Regions from separate parts of the Ovis aries genome. Here region 1 is linked to region 2. The links are chromatin contacts, called in public Hi-C maps. All regions are on one chromosome and are shown on one strand. The core of a region is the stretch at or near the end of the contact, and the rest is flanking DNA. Distances in the headings are between cores, read along the strand shown. Region 1 overlaps STRIP2 (striatin interacting protein 2). Region 2 holds the start of AHCYL2 (adenosylhomocysteinase like 2).

Region 1 (2,700 bases), core at 151-2,650, 220 kb before region 2:
GAGTCCTTACCCATTTTTGGCAGTGATGTAGGACAAGATATTTTGATTGAAGAACTTCAGGATCAATGGGATGCAGTTGGCAAATACCAAATGTTGTGATACATATTCAAACTGAATTAAAAAATCAAAGCAGAAAGGAAGCTTATTTGGGGGAGAATAGAAGGTCTGTATGAAAAATAAAGAGGCAAGTACAATTCTGACAGCCATTCCTAAGAATATCCACTGTCCACTTGTGTTAACAGTCTTCCTGTCTGGGACGTGGGAAGAGCCATCTTCAGCCAGCCTAGCCTACATAGAAGGGAACAGTCTGCAGTGTGTGTATGTTGCAAGCGCCTGACCAAAAGCACAAAATGTACACAAGCCAGAAAGAAAATCCCACTCCAGATAAACAGAAAGAATAGCTGTGAGATTTGTTCCTAAGCTCTACAGGAAAAGGATGGCTCCCCAAGGGAGTTGCCTTCCATACCAAAGCTCTGGCTCACAGGGTTTCAACTGTGATGGATATGCCAGGAACAGGTGCAGCGCAGCAACTGTTGGCATCAGTCAGGATGGATACGGTGCGTGGTAATCAAATGAACCACTGGAGTGTGGGCTCCAGGGTGGGTCTGGTTCACTGGACTAGCCCCTATACTTAGAATATCAGTATTTTAATGAATCAACAAGAGTCCTTCAGTCAACAGATAATGCACTAAGAATAAGTCCAAGGTCTTTTTGATAGGTGAAACAATAGAACATAGCACTCCACTTTGCTCTCTTGAATTTGGATAGGGTTTGCTTCCAGGAAGACCTACTGGGGCAGTGTCATGCAGCTGTGTCATCTGGCTTTTGCCCATGATACACTGAAGAGCATCACACACAGTTTGTCTCCAGAATCTAAACTACTCTAAGTGTAGAAACTGGTTGAAAAAGCACAGAACTGCAGTGTTTTAATTCCTTTAGCTCTTACTGATTCCTGATCACCAAAAAATAGCCATGGCAGCACACTTAGCTGCCCTCTCCCAAGGTGTATGGCTAGAGGTGAGGAGTCAGCTTGTGTTGCCCAGTTCTCTCTTCTGCTCAAATATCTTCTCCCTGGCAGCTGACCCAGAGTATTTTGCAAAGCCTCAGGTGCAGGAGCCAATACAAACCTACTGTCAAGTGATGGGAAACATCTTTCAGTTTGAGACACGTCTGTAGCCTTGTCAGGACACACTGACATGTACTGGCAAGGCCCATCAAGCCACCCACCTGTCTGGCTGTTGATCCACATACTGCCCACCAAGAGAAGCAGACAGAAGCACACATAGGCAGATCTCTTTCTACTAGGAACACTATTTCTCACTCATCCCTCCCTACTCCTCCCAGCCCTGCTGCTGCTCTGCAAACACTGGTAGAGGTGTGCGTCCTCGGGGTACCCTAACACACTACAAGATGTCTCTGAATGCACTGAAGTGGATACATATCCAGGTTGTACAGATGCACCTGCCATGGACACAGACTCTGCAGGGCCTCCCTGCACGGAGCTCCTGCTGTTTTAGCAGCAAGCTCGGTTCTGACTTCTCAGGAGGAATGGGGCAGAGCCTCTGTGCAAGAGTGAGAAGCTCCACCTCCTCTCCATGTCTCACCGCAGAGAACACTCACTCACTGCCCTCATCTTCTCCTGTGTCTTGGCAACACCCACAGCACCAAGTCCAAACTCCGTGGCATGGCAAACATTGCTCTTATGGCAGGTTCTTAACCTCTTTTAGCCTCAGTGGAGTAAAGTAAGACCCACCTCGCAGGGTTGAGAGACTTTGATGAGATCCCAGATGAACCTCTCGGAGAGCTGGCCACAGTGTAATTACTCCCTAACCGTGCGCTGGCACAGGTTTCGCTTTCTACTCCCCACCACCCTCTCCAGCTTTGCGTTACCACCAGAGCTCCCCGTCTCCCTCTACCTCATGCAGATCTCCAGAAACGTTTGATTAGTTTCCAAAGGTACTTTGCCCTCTCCCCTCAGGAGTTTCACAAACCAGCTTTTCTGCTTTAAATGCTTCCTGCCATCATTCCCTGACAACTCCTGCACCCTGGCTAACAAGTTTTCTGTAGGACTCAGGTTAGGAGTCACAGCTTCTCCACCTCAGGCTGGATTAGGTGTTTCCAAGGCAGCCAATGCTTACCTGTAACACAGCACTTATCACTCCATAATTGCCTACTTTACATCTGTATCCTTTATAAAACTTCAAAGCCCTTACGAGCTAGAGGATGCCTTATATAGGAGTCTATCTCAAATGTTAGAACAGTGCTTCACATACAGAAAAGTATGCTCGACACTCCCCACCCCCTCTTTTGGTGGCATGCTTGAGTCCTGTCTTCCATTGCTTCAAAGCTGGCTGGGCATATTCCCAAGAAGCTAGGGATTCCTACCTACGACCCCTGGATAATGTTCAAAGGACACAGACATTTGCAACTTTCTAGGACAATTCCCCACCTTGTGCCCCAAGCTTGTGCAACACGTATCTGAATTCCGTAAGACAAAGAACGATGCTCTGCTGGACTCCAAGGCCCTTGTGTTCTTCCTTTGGACGGCAGGACCTGGAGGACACCTGAGGGGTGTGGAGAAGTGCTCTGAGCTGCTCACCTGGTAGATGTGGTTCAGTTTGAAGTGTTTGAGGAGCAGCAGGAGCAGGGCAGAGATGCTCTTTACAATGATCTCCTTGTGCCTGTTCACATCGATGCCCA
Region 2 (3,068 bases), core at 203-2,702:
TTCTGATAAATCATTCACAAAACGAAAAACCCAGTATATCACTATGTTCGCATACTACCTCAGAAATTATAGCGATAATCCACAACTTGTTTTTGCAATATTTGCCATTTTTCTCTGTACTGATTTGCTTTCTGAGAGGACAGACACCACAGACAGCCATTGCAAGGATAATACTGAGAATATCAAACATTCAGGCACATCTATCTACTCCTTGGTGTTCTGAGACTACTGCCTCTTCAAAACTATCTGAAAGAAGCTGGCAGCTTAGCAAAATCTGACAGTGATCGCCTTTCCCAAAAGTAGAAGCATTTCTTCCTAATACTTACGGACCATAATAAAAGAACCAATAAAAACAATCATTCTCTTTATACACAGTCTAACAATCCTGGTGATCAACTACTGAGCTGAGAGGACAAACCTCAAAGAGAAGAGTGGAGTGAATCTCTCCATTACCCTATTACCCTTCTACTTTCAGAGAAAACCTAAGGATCTTGCAGTATGTGGAATGAAGGGCACGGCATCAGTACTGCTAGATGGAAGCGCCTGGCCACAGAAAGGCAGAGAGTCATCTTCTGTACAGAAACCAGACAACTGAGGATCTCAACGCGAGGTAACTACTCCTTACAGAAAAGATGTCCAAACGGAAAAGCTCTTTCAACCCTTATTACTGGGTGAACTCTCAGAAGCAGTAAAGCTTTTCTACACCATCGGGGTCTTCTCCCCGACAGTCTGGAAAATACACACGGGAGTAGGTTAGGAGTACAGAAAGGTGTAATACGAGGTGCCTCTCCTCTCCCAGCCTATTCCAAGTAGTAAGGAAGGGCGCTACCTCCATGTTATTCCCAGCGAAGTACGGCCGTACCACCTGGAGTCTTCGCCCCCCAGCACTGGGGCCCGTGTGGGGGCATCTCTGAGAGAGCGGGTTTAAGGGGAAAAGAGATGTCTCTACTTCCAGCATCAGAAGGGAGGGCGTGGAGAGTGGTGCCGCCGCGCCGAGAGGATCTGCGGTTCCCCACCTCCCTCCCTCTCCGAAAGAGGCAGCCCGGCCCCAATACCTTCTTGACTGTGCGCGGCGCCTCGGTGACGGTGCCGTCGGGGCTGACCAGGGCTTCGCCGCCGTCGCGGTGCCTCTGATGCTGGTGATGAGGGTCGCTCCGCTTCATGGCCGACGCCTGAGGCACTTTCCCAGCGGCCGGGCTGAGAGCCGCTGCGGGCCCGGATCCCGGACCGGGGGCCGGGGGCCGCTCCGCGGCCGGAGCTGGAGCTTCAGGGTCCCCGCCGCCCGCTGGGGGGGCCATGGCGCTCCCGGCCGCTGTGCTCAGTCCCAGCTGCGGCTCCGCCTCGGAGGGGCTCAGGTCCTTCAGCTCCACCTCAGGCACCTTCGCGGCAGCAGCTGCTGACACGACCTGCACCGACATCACCGCCTCCACTGCAACCGCCGGCTCAGACTCTAGCTCCGGCTCGGCCCCGCCTCCCGCCTCCCTTCCCCTTCCCTCCCCCATTCCCCCACTCCTCCCCTCCATCGCCTCCGCTCCCACCCCCTTCCTCTGCCCGCCCGCCAACTCTCCAGCCAGCCCGGCCTCTCCCTCCCCACCCCGCCCCGCCCCGCCCCGCCCCGCGCAACCCGACCCGCCCCGCCCGACCCGGCTAGCTCCCGCGCGTGGTGCCACGGAACCTGTAGTGCGCTTGTTCAGGGCCGCACGCGGCGACAACACCGTGGGACCTCAGCCCCCGACCAGCACTGCGCGCTGCCGAGGGCGGGGCCGTGATGCCCCCTGGGAATTGTAGTCCCTGTCGCCTTCCGGCTAGCGGGATTCTGTAGTACTAGTGGAGCTCTAGTCCAGGCGACTAACGGAAAGGAGTGAGAACGGGTGACACGACAAAGGACATGAGAAAGAGTCTCCAGAGGAACTGGGGCTTCCGAGGAGACAACGCTAGAAACCCTCCGCCTGCGAAGGTGGGGGAAGAAAGGGCTCTCTACCCTGACAGTGTACATTTCCTCCCCGTGTGCTAGTCTAAGATCACGTAAGCAGGCGTTTAAAGGAAAAGCGGCATCACGTGGGGAGAGCGCAGGCCTCAGGCTGAAAGTGACTTGATTTTTCTGCCTCAGTGAAAGGGAACCCTAACACCTTTCTGAACTTTAATGGCTTTGTTTTTAGAAAGAATAAAATAAGACCTTATGTGCTGTGGTGATTTCTAGAACATTCTGGGCTTAGAGTTTACTATCAGTCCAAAAAAATAGAAGTTCGATATTACTAGGTAGGAAATTTTTAGGCTAAAGAGTCAGACACCACTTAACGACTAAACAACAACGACAAAAGAATTACACGTTGCCTTAAGCTTAATTCTTTTGCCCTGTTAATTCTCTTTTTCTTTCTTCTCCTTTTTCTCTTTGCCCCTCCATTCAGCTTGTAGGATCTTAGTTCAGGAATTGAACCCGGGGCCTTCAGCAGTGAAAGTAGTGAGTCCTAACCACCCAACCACCAGGGAATTTCCATTCTGTGAATTCTCATAGATGTCCAACCTAAGTTTGCATGCCAGTGGCACAAAGAGGTAAAATAAACCAAAATGTCAGAGTTGGGAGCACAGAAAGGTTTATTACAGAGTGCCAGGCACAAGAGGGAGCTAGTGCTCAAGAAAACCCAAACCCAGATGTCAAACAAAATTTGGGGTGAGGGCTGCCAATGTGTGACTATTCTGATTGGTTGGATGATGTCTGGATGTCTGGGGAATCTCAACCTTCTGGTTCCAAGGTGTCTAGGGTACACATACTTGTGGTCACATGTATGCGGTCACCATCATCTGCCTGGGTAGGGGGTTTTAGGTTCTGTAGAGGAGCTCAGAGATAAGTATCAGATTATTATCTATATCTCTTCAGAAGGAACTATGAGTCCTGTGACTCTATTGTCCTATTAAATGCTTGAGCCTGCTGTTTGGAATTTGGGGAATACCTAAAAGATTAAAGTCTTCTTTTTTTTTTTTTTTAAATTACAAACAAGAAACAGAGGACTCAGAAGAGCTTTTGTCCCAAAGAGGGTCCCACAGAGTCTTGCTCGGTTTCAGGGATA

Evidence for each region. A called contact is a pair of places that touch in the nucleus more often than the background predicts.
Region 1: a Hi-C map of muscle shows a contact between it and region 2, with 2.5 times the contacts expected there. The contact joins the enhancer-like site here to the promoter of AHCYL2 in region 2. A contact is called at or near these places in 3 of 16 Hi-C or Micro-C datasets (liver, muscle and tail adipose tissue).

Annotation. Positions count from the first base shown.
Region 1 is chr4:95,052,706-95,055,405 of ARS-UI_Ramb_v3.0, reverse strand. It overlaps STRIP2 (striatin interacting protein 2), which reads right to left. Exons shown (of 21, transcript XM_060415119.1): 16 at 2,450-2,700; 17 at 11-111. Among named protein-coding and RNA genes, the nearest start is that of STRIP2, 24 kb to the right of the region's middle. Within about 2 kb of position 1,400, at least 6 of the 54 cell types and tissues checked have an H3K27ac peak or open chromatin away from gene starts, as enhancers often do. A contact at or near this core is called in muscle, where this site is marked.
Region 2 is chr4:94,835,676-94,838,743 of ARS-UI_Ramb_v3.0, reverse strand. AHCYL2 (adenosylhomocysteinase like 2) reads right to left here and starts at 1,452. Exons shown (of 16, transcript XM_060415121.1): 1 at 1,056-1,452. The coding sequence starts at 1,418.